Regions from separate parts of the Mus musculus genome. Here region 2 is linked to region 1. Evidence: chromatin contacts called from public HiChIP or PLAC-seq data. All regions are on one chromosome and are shown on one strand. The core of a region is the stretch at or near the end of the contact, and the rest is flanking DNA. Distances in the headings are between cores, read along the strand shown.

Region 1 (2,700 bases), core at 123-2,622:
AGCTGGCCACTCAAGGGGACATCTTGTCCACGTTGTACATGAAGAAACTGGACCTGAGGGAGGTCTGCTTTTCTTGATGATCTCAGACTCTCTCAGCCCAGCCTGATGATCTGGGACAAGCATGATGGTTTCTGTTTCACAGCAGACAGTGGTGGGTGGCTCAGCGGAATTCTTCAGTCAGTCACCCAGTGACTTTGGATGTGGTTTTTTTCTGTGACTTACTCTCTTCTCTTTTCTCTTGCAGCAGAGAGTACTTCAGGCAGAGGAACCGGGCGAAGCCACCAGGATACACAGGCCCATGGGAAAACAGGCTGTGGCCACCTTGGGACCGGGGAGGACGACAAAGGGCGGCGGGCAGTGAGGGAGCCATTCTCCCTCCCGACACCTGCGTCATGCAGCTTGGGACAGGACATCTCTGACAGTGCAGGCAGTGATCCATCCCACCCCTAAGTCCCCTGGGGGGGCCCACTGCCCAGCCCTCCCCCCATCCCCACAGGCAGTGTCCCGAGATGGCTGGGCACGGGTGGGGTACAGCGTGGGTACTTGTGGCAGCCGCCACGTTACTGCACGCGGGTGGGCTGGCCCAAGGTGACTGCTGGCTGATTGAGGGTGACAAAGGCTTCGTGTGGTTGGCCATCTGCAGCCAGAACCAGCCACCCTATGAGGCCATCCCCCAACAGATCAACAACACCATCGTGGACCTGCGGCTTAACGAGAACCGTATCCGCAGCGTGCAGTACGCCTCCCTGAGCCGCTTCGGAAACCTCACATACCTCAACCTCACCAAGAACGAGATCGGCTACATCGAGGACGGGGCCTTCTCCGGCCAGTTCAACCTCCAGGTGCTGCAGCTGGGCTACAACCGGCTGCGCAACCTCACGGAGGGCATGCTGCGGGGCCTGAGCAAGCTCGAGTACCTGTACCTACAGGCCAACCTCATCGAGGTGGTGATGGCCAGCGCCTTCTGGGAGTGTCCCAACATCGTCAACATAGATCTCTCCATGAATCGCATCCAGCAGCTGGGCAGCGGCACCTTCGCAGGCCTGACCAAGCTCTCGGTGTGTGAGATCTACAGCAACCCTTTCTACTGCTCCTGTGAGCTGCTGGGTTTCCTGCGCTGGCTGGCTGCCTTCACCAACGCCACACAGACCCATGACCGGGTGCAGTGTGAGTCTCCTCCTGTCTACGCAGGCTACTTCCTCCTGGGCCAGGGCCGCCACGGCCACCAACGTAGCATCCTTAGCAAGCTTCAGTCTGTGTGCACAGAGGGCTCCTACACTGCTGAGGTGCTTGGCCCACCCCGTCCGGTGCCAGGCCGGTCACAGCCGGGACATTCGCCACCTCCGCCTCCACCAGAGCCTAGTGACATGCCCTGCGCTGATGACGAGTGCTTCTCCGGAGATGGCACCACGCCGCTGGTGATCCTGACTACGCTGGTCCCTCAGACAGAGGCCCGTCCCTCCATGAAGGTCAAGCAGCTGACCCAAAATTCGGCCACCATCATGGTGCAGCTGCCGAGCCCGTTCAACCGCATGTACACGCTGGAGCAGTACAATAACAGCAAATCGTTCACCGTGTCCAAGCTGACCCAGCCTCAGGAGGAGATCCGCCTCACCAATCTTTACACACTCACCAACTACACATACTGCGTGGTCTCTACCAGCTCCGGCACCCATCATAACCACACCTGCCTTACCATCTGCCTGCCCAAGCCGCCCAGCCCACCGGGCCCCGTGCCCAGCCCCTCCACAGCCACCCACTACATCATGACCATCCTGGGCTGCCTCTTTGGTATGGTACTGGTTCTGGGCGCTGTCTATTACTGCCTGCGCAAGCGGAGGCGACAAGAGGAGAAACACAAGAAGGCTGTGGCAGCGGCAGCTGGCAGCTTGAAAAAAACCATCATCGAGCTTAAGTATGGTCCTGAGATTGAGGCGCCTGGCCTGGCTCCCCTGACCCAGGGTCCGCTGCTTGGCCCTGAGGCTGTGACTCGAATACCCTACCTGCCAGCCGCCACCAGTGACGTGGAGCAGTATAAGCTGGTGGAGAGCAGCGAGACCCCCAAGGCCACCAAGGGGAACTACATTGAAGTGCGCACGGGGGAGCCGCAGGAGCGCAGAGGCTGTGAGCTGAGCCGGCCAGGTGAACCCCAGAGCTCAGTAGCGGAGATCTCCACCATTGCCAAGGAAGTGGACAGAGTCAACCAGATCATTAACAACTGCATCGACGCCCTCAAGTCCGAGTCCACCTCCTTCCAGGGCGCCAAATCAGGGGCCGTGTCTGCGGCTGAGCCGCAGCTGGTGCTGCTGTCCGAGCCTCTGGCCAGCAAGCACAGCTTCCTGTCCCCTGTATACAAAGATGCCTTTGGCCATGGTGGCCTGCAGCGGCACCACAGTGTGGAGGCTGCGCCCGGGCCCCCGAGGGCCAGCACTTCATCCAGCGGTTCTGCACGCAGCCCTCGCACCTTCCGGGCTGAGGCCACCGGCACACATAAGGCCCCAGCCACCGAGACCAAGTACATTGAAAAAAGCTCACCTGTGCCCGAGACCATCCTCACTGTGACACCCGCGGCCACTGTGCTGCGGGCGGAGGCCGACAAGAGTCGCCAGTACGGCGAGCATCGGCACTCATACCCCGGCTCTCACCCTGCCGAGCCACCTGCCCCTCCACCACCTCCACCCACTCACGAGGGCTTGGGTG
Region 2 (2,700 bases), core at 168-2,667, 130 kb after region 1:
ATTCAGCACACTAATGCCTATCAGCAAGCCGGCTGTTTTTAGTCTCCAGCGTTAATAAACATGAGCTGCCTGCGCTCACCTCTGCGGTCTGTGCTCTGTCCTTTCACTGAGCATCTTACCTCACAGATACTCTGCAAGGCAGGGCTTGGAGGCCATGCCAGGAGAGATGCTGAGCACCTCTCTGTCAAGGCCAGCTCCCAAGCCCGGTATAAGGCAGAGTCAGGAGGGACATATGCTTATTTTGTGCAAAATACTAAGGCATAGTCGGGTGTGAGGTGAGACCTGGTATCACAGCCACACAGGATCTGAGACAGGAAGATCACAAGTCCTTCAGGGCCTGCCTGGCCTACAGAGCAGGTTTTCAGGCCAACCTGGGTAACATAGTGAGAACCTGTCTCACAATAAAAAAGAAAAAGAAGGCTGGGGATATAGTTTAATGGTAGAGCATCTGCCTAGAATCTCCCTGTAAAGGCTGGAGCATGGGTCAGCAGTAGAGCACTTACCTAGCATACCCAAGGCCCTGGGCACAATCTGAACACTACAAAGAAGAAAAGGGAAGGGAAAAAATAGGAAAGACTGGCGAAGGTCCACAAGGAGTTCCCACACAGAAACTGTCCATGCATAATAGTGCATAGAGCATGACACAAGACAAAAGCAGGTCTGTTCCAGAGGGACACAAAGGAGGTCTCCAGACTAAGAAACATCAGTTGACATGCTGGTGCAAGGAGAACAGGCATGTAGACAATGCTGAGCCTCTACGTTCACCCTACTCCCACGACTGTAATCAAGACTCCAAGTCTGCTAGAGGGGTAGGCCATTGCCCATGGGGAGCTGCACTGAAGACCTGGGCAGGGATTGAGGGTCAAAAGCTGCAACAACACAGTCTCTGTGGACACCTAGAGAGGAGAGTGCTGGCCATGGCTACGCCAAGCAGGACAGGAGTGCTAGCCATAGCTGGGTGAGGCAGAGTGAGTGAGTTCAAGACAGCAGCAAGAGGAGTGTCTGGCTTGGCCAGTGCAGTTGGCACCACTGCATGACGTAGAGAAGGGCGGTGCTCTGTGGGCCTCACAGACAGTGCAGGTCTTTGGGAAAGAACTGGGCTGAGAAGTCACAGTGGGCAGGGACTGTGTGAGATGCTCCTAGAGGACACTCCAACACTCTGCTCTGACGTCTCCCATGATCCATGACCTTCACACAGGGAGCACTGATGCCACCTCCTTAGTGTCACTCAGCACTCAGGTAAGGGACTTGTGCTGGCACAACCTGGAGCTCAAGGATCCAGACAATGCTGTTGTTGTTGTTGTTCTTCTTCTTCTTTTGTTTTTTTTCATTATCTTAGGGTCTTGCCTGACATGGGTGTCTCATGGTAAGTGACATCCTGAAATTGTAGAACTATGTGCGGCAGGTGTGGGCACAGGAAGAAGTAAGGCTGGGCACCCTAACCGCACTGCTGCTTGTGACGCAGACAGGAGCAGGGACGTCTGCAGGCTCAGAAAGCTTTCCGCTTGCAGGAAACCCAGCAATTTTCTGCCCACTCCATTTCCAAAAAAGATATTCTGATTTTAAATGTCACTGGGCAGCCGTCTGGGCTCTGTTCTGAGCAGCACTTTAGAAGGACTGTAAGGTGGTATGGACACCAGCCTAGCCTCCCCTGACTGTGAGAGGAATGTGCCAGCTCAGAGGCCTGGCACTGGGGTCCACTGGCACAGCCTCACTGGTGGAGGGAGGAGCTCTGCTCTATGATGAGGCGATACTGTGGGACGGCGGGGGCCCGGGCGTCAGATTCCAGAGATGAATTCGCTTAATTACATGCATGCTCGAGTGCTTAGAGGAAGTATACAGATGTCTGCAATTTAGTTTCAAATGCATCAAAAGAATAAAACGAACTAATGGATGGCAGAGGGATGGATAGGAATGTCATACAGCCACAAGTGTGCCATTCCCGACAGGATGTAGGTGGTGGGTAAGTGGGCATTCACTGTAAAATTCTTTCTACTTCTCTATCTTGAAAACGCTTGCAGTTAAAACACTGGGGAAAAGCAGTAGGGCCCGAGTCCATGGAGGCTGCCCTTAGCCTATAGTGTGGGACCCAGGAGGCATCCACGTTTCAAATGGAGGAACCTCACTTGTCACCATGCAGGGTGGGCAGAGCCCCTGGCAGGCCTCTCCTTGGTGACTCTACACCAAGCTGTCCTGACCTAGCTCATCAGAAGCACTATGTGGAGGCTTTATGGGAGGCTATGAGGAACATGGGGGGTCTCTGTAATAAAGCAGCTGTCCCTGCTTTTAGGGAAAGCACAAGGTATCTAAGGACAGAGACTGGCAATCCCTGTATCTGCCTCTGTGCCAGCCTTAGTTTCCCCATCTCTAAGTAAGGTCTTCCTATAGACACCTGCCCCCATACTTTCCACAGGATCTCACCATGTAGCCTAGGCTCTGAAACTCGGAACAGCCACTATAGTGCTGAGACTCGAGGCCTGCACCACAGTGTCTAACCTCCCAGAAGCTCTGCCAGGGCTGTCTATCATAAGTCAGCCGTCCATTCAGCCAGTTGGCGTGTGTCCATTAGACAAGTACACCTTAGTACCCGTTTCCTATTCCCTAGCTACCCTAGCAATGCACACAGGTCATGGTACAAACAGCCAATGACCCAGGAAACCCAGGAAGGATGGCGTGCGTCAACTTGGTAAGTCTGCATTC

Evidence for each region. HiChIP or PLAC-seq counts read pairs in DNA pulled down with a chosen protein or histone mark.
Region 2: an H3K27ac HiChIP or PLAC-seq map of VIP interneurons shows a contact between it and region 1, with 2.2 times the contacts expected there. The contact joins two enhancer-like sites. A contact is called at or near these places in 2 of 39 promoter capture datasets (the C10 cell line and the HPC-7 cell line), 1 of 484 Hi-C or Micro-C datasets (the N1E-115 cell line), 4 of 115 datasets of contacts at active chromatin or transcription factors (SST interneurons, VIP interneurons, embryonic basal ganglia and 1 more) and 1 of 9 other capture datasets (embryonic stem cells).

What each region holds. Positions count from the first base shown.
Region 1 is chr5:139,970,734-139,973,433 of GRCm38.p6, forward strand. It overlaps Elfn1 (leucine rich repeat and fibronectin type III, extracellular 1), which reads left to right. Exons shown (of 2, transcript NM_001384186.1): 2 at 245-2,700. The coding sequence starts at 510. Among named protein-coding and RNA genes, the nearest start is that of Elfn1, 64 kb to the left of the region's middle. Within about 2 kb of position 1,373, at least 2 of the 459 cell types and tissues checked have an H3K27ac peak or open chromatin away from gene starts, as enhancers often do. A contact at or near this core is called in VIP interneurons, where this site is marked.
Region 2 is chr5:140,100,109-140,102,808 of GRCm38.p6, forward strand. The region is part of intron 15 of Mad1l1 (MAD1 mitotic arrest deficient 1-like 1); the gene reads right to left. It overlaps Gm30492 (a long non-coding RNA gene), which reads left to right. Exons shown (of 2, transcript XR_377165.3): 2 at 1-78. Among named protein-coding and RNA genes, the nearest start is that of Gm30492, 6.0 kb to the left of the region's middle. Within about 2 kb of position 1,418, at least 16 of the 459 cell types and tissues checked have an H3K27ac peak or open chromatin away from gene starts, as enhancers often do. A contact at or near this core is called in VIP interneurons, where this site is marked.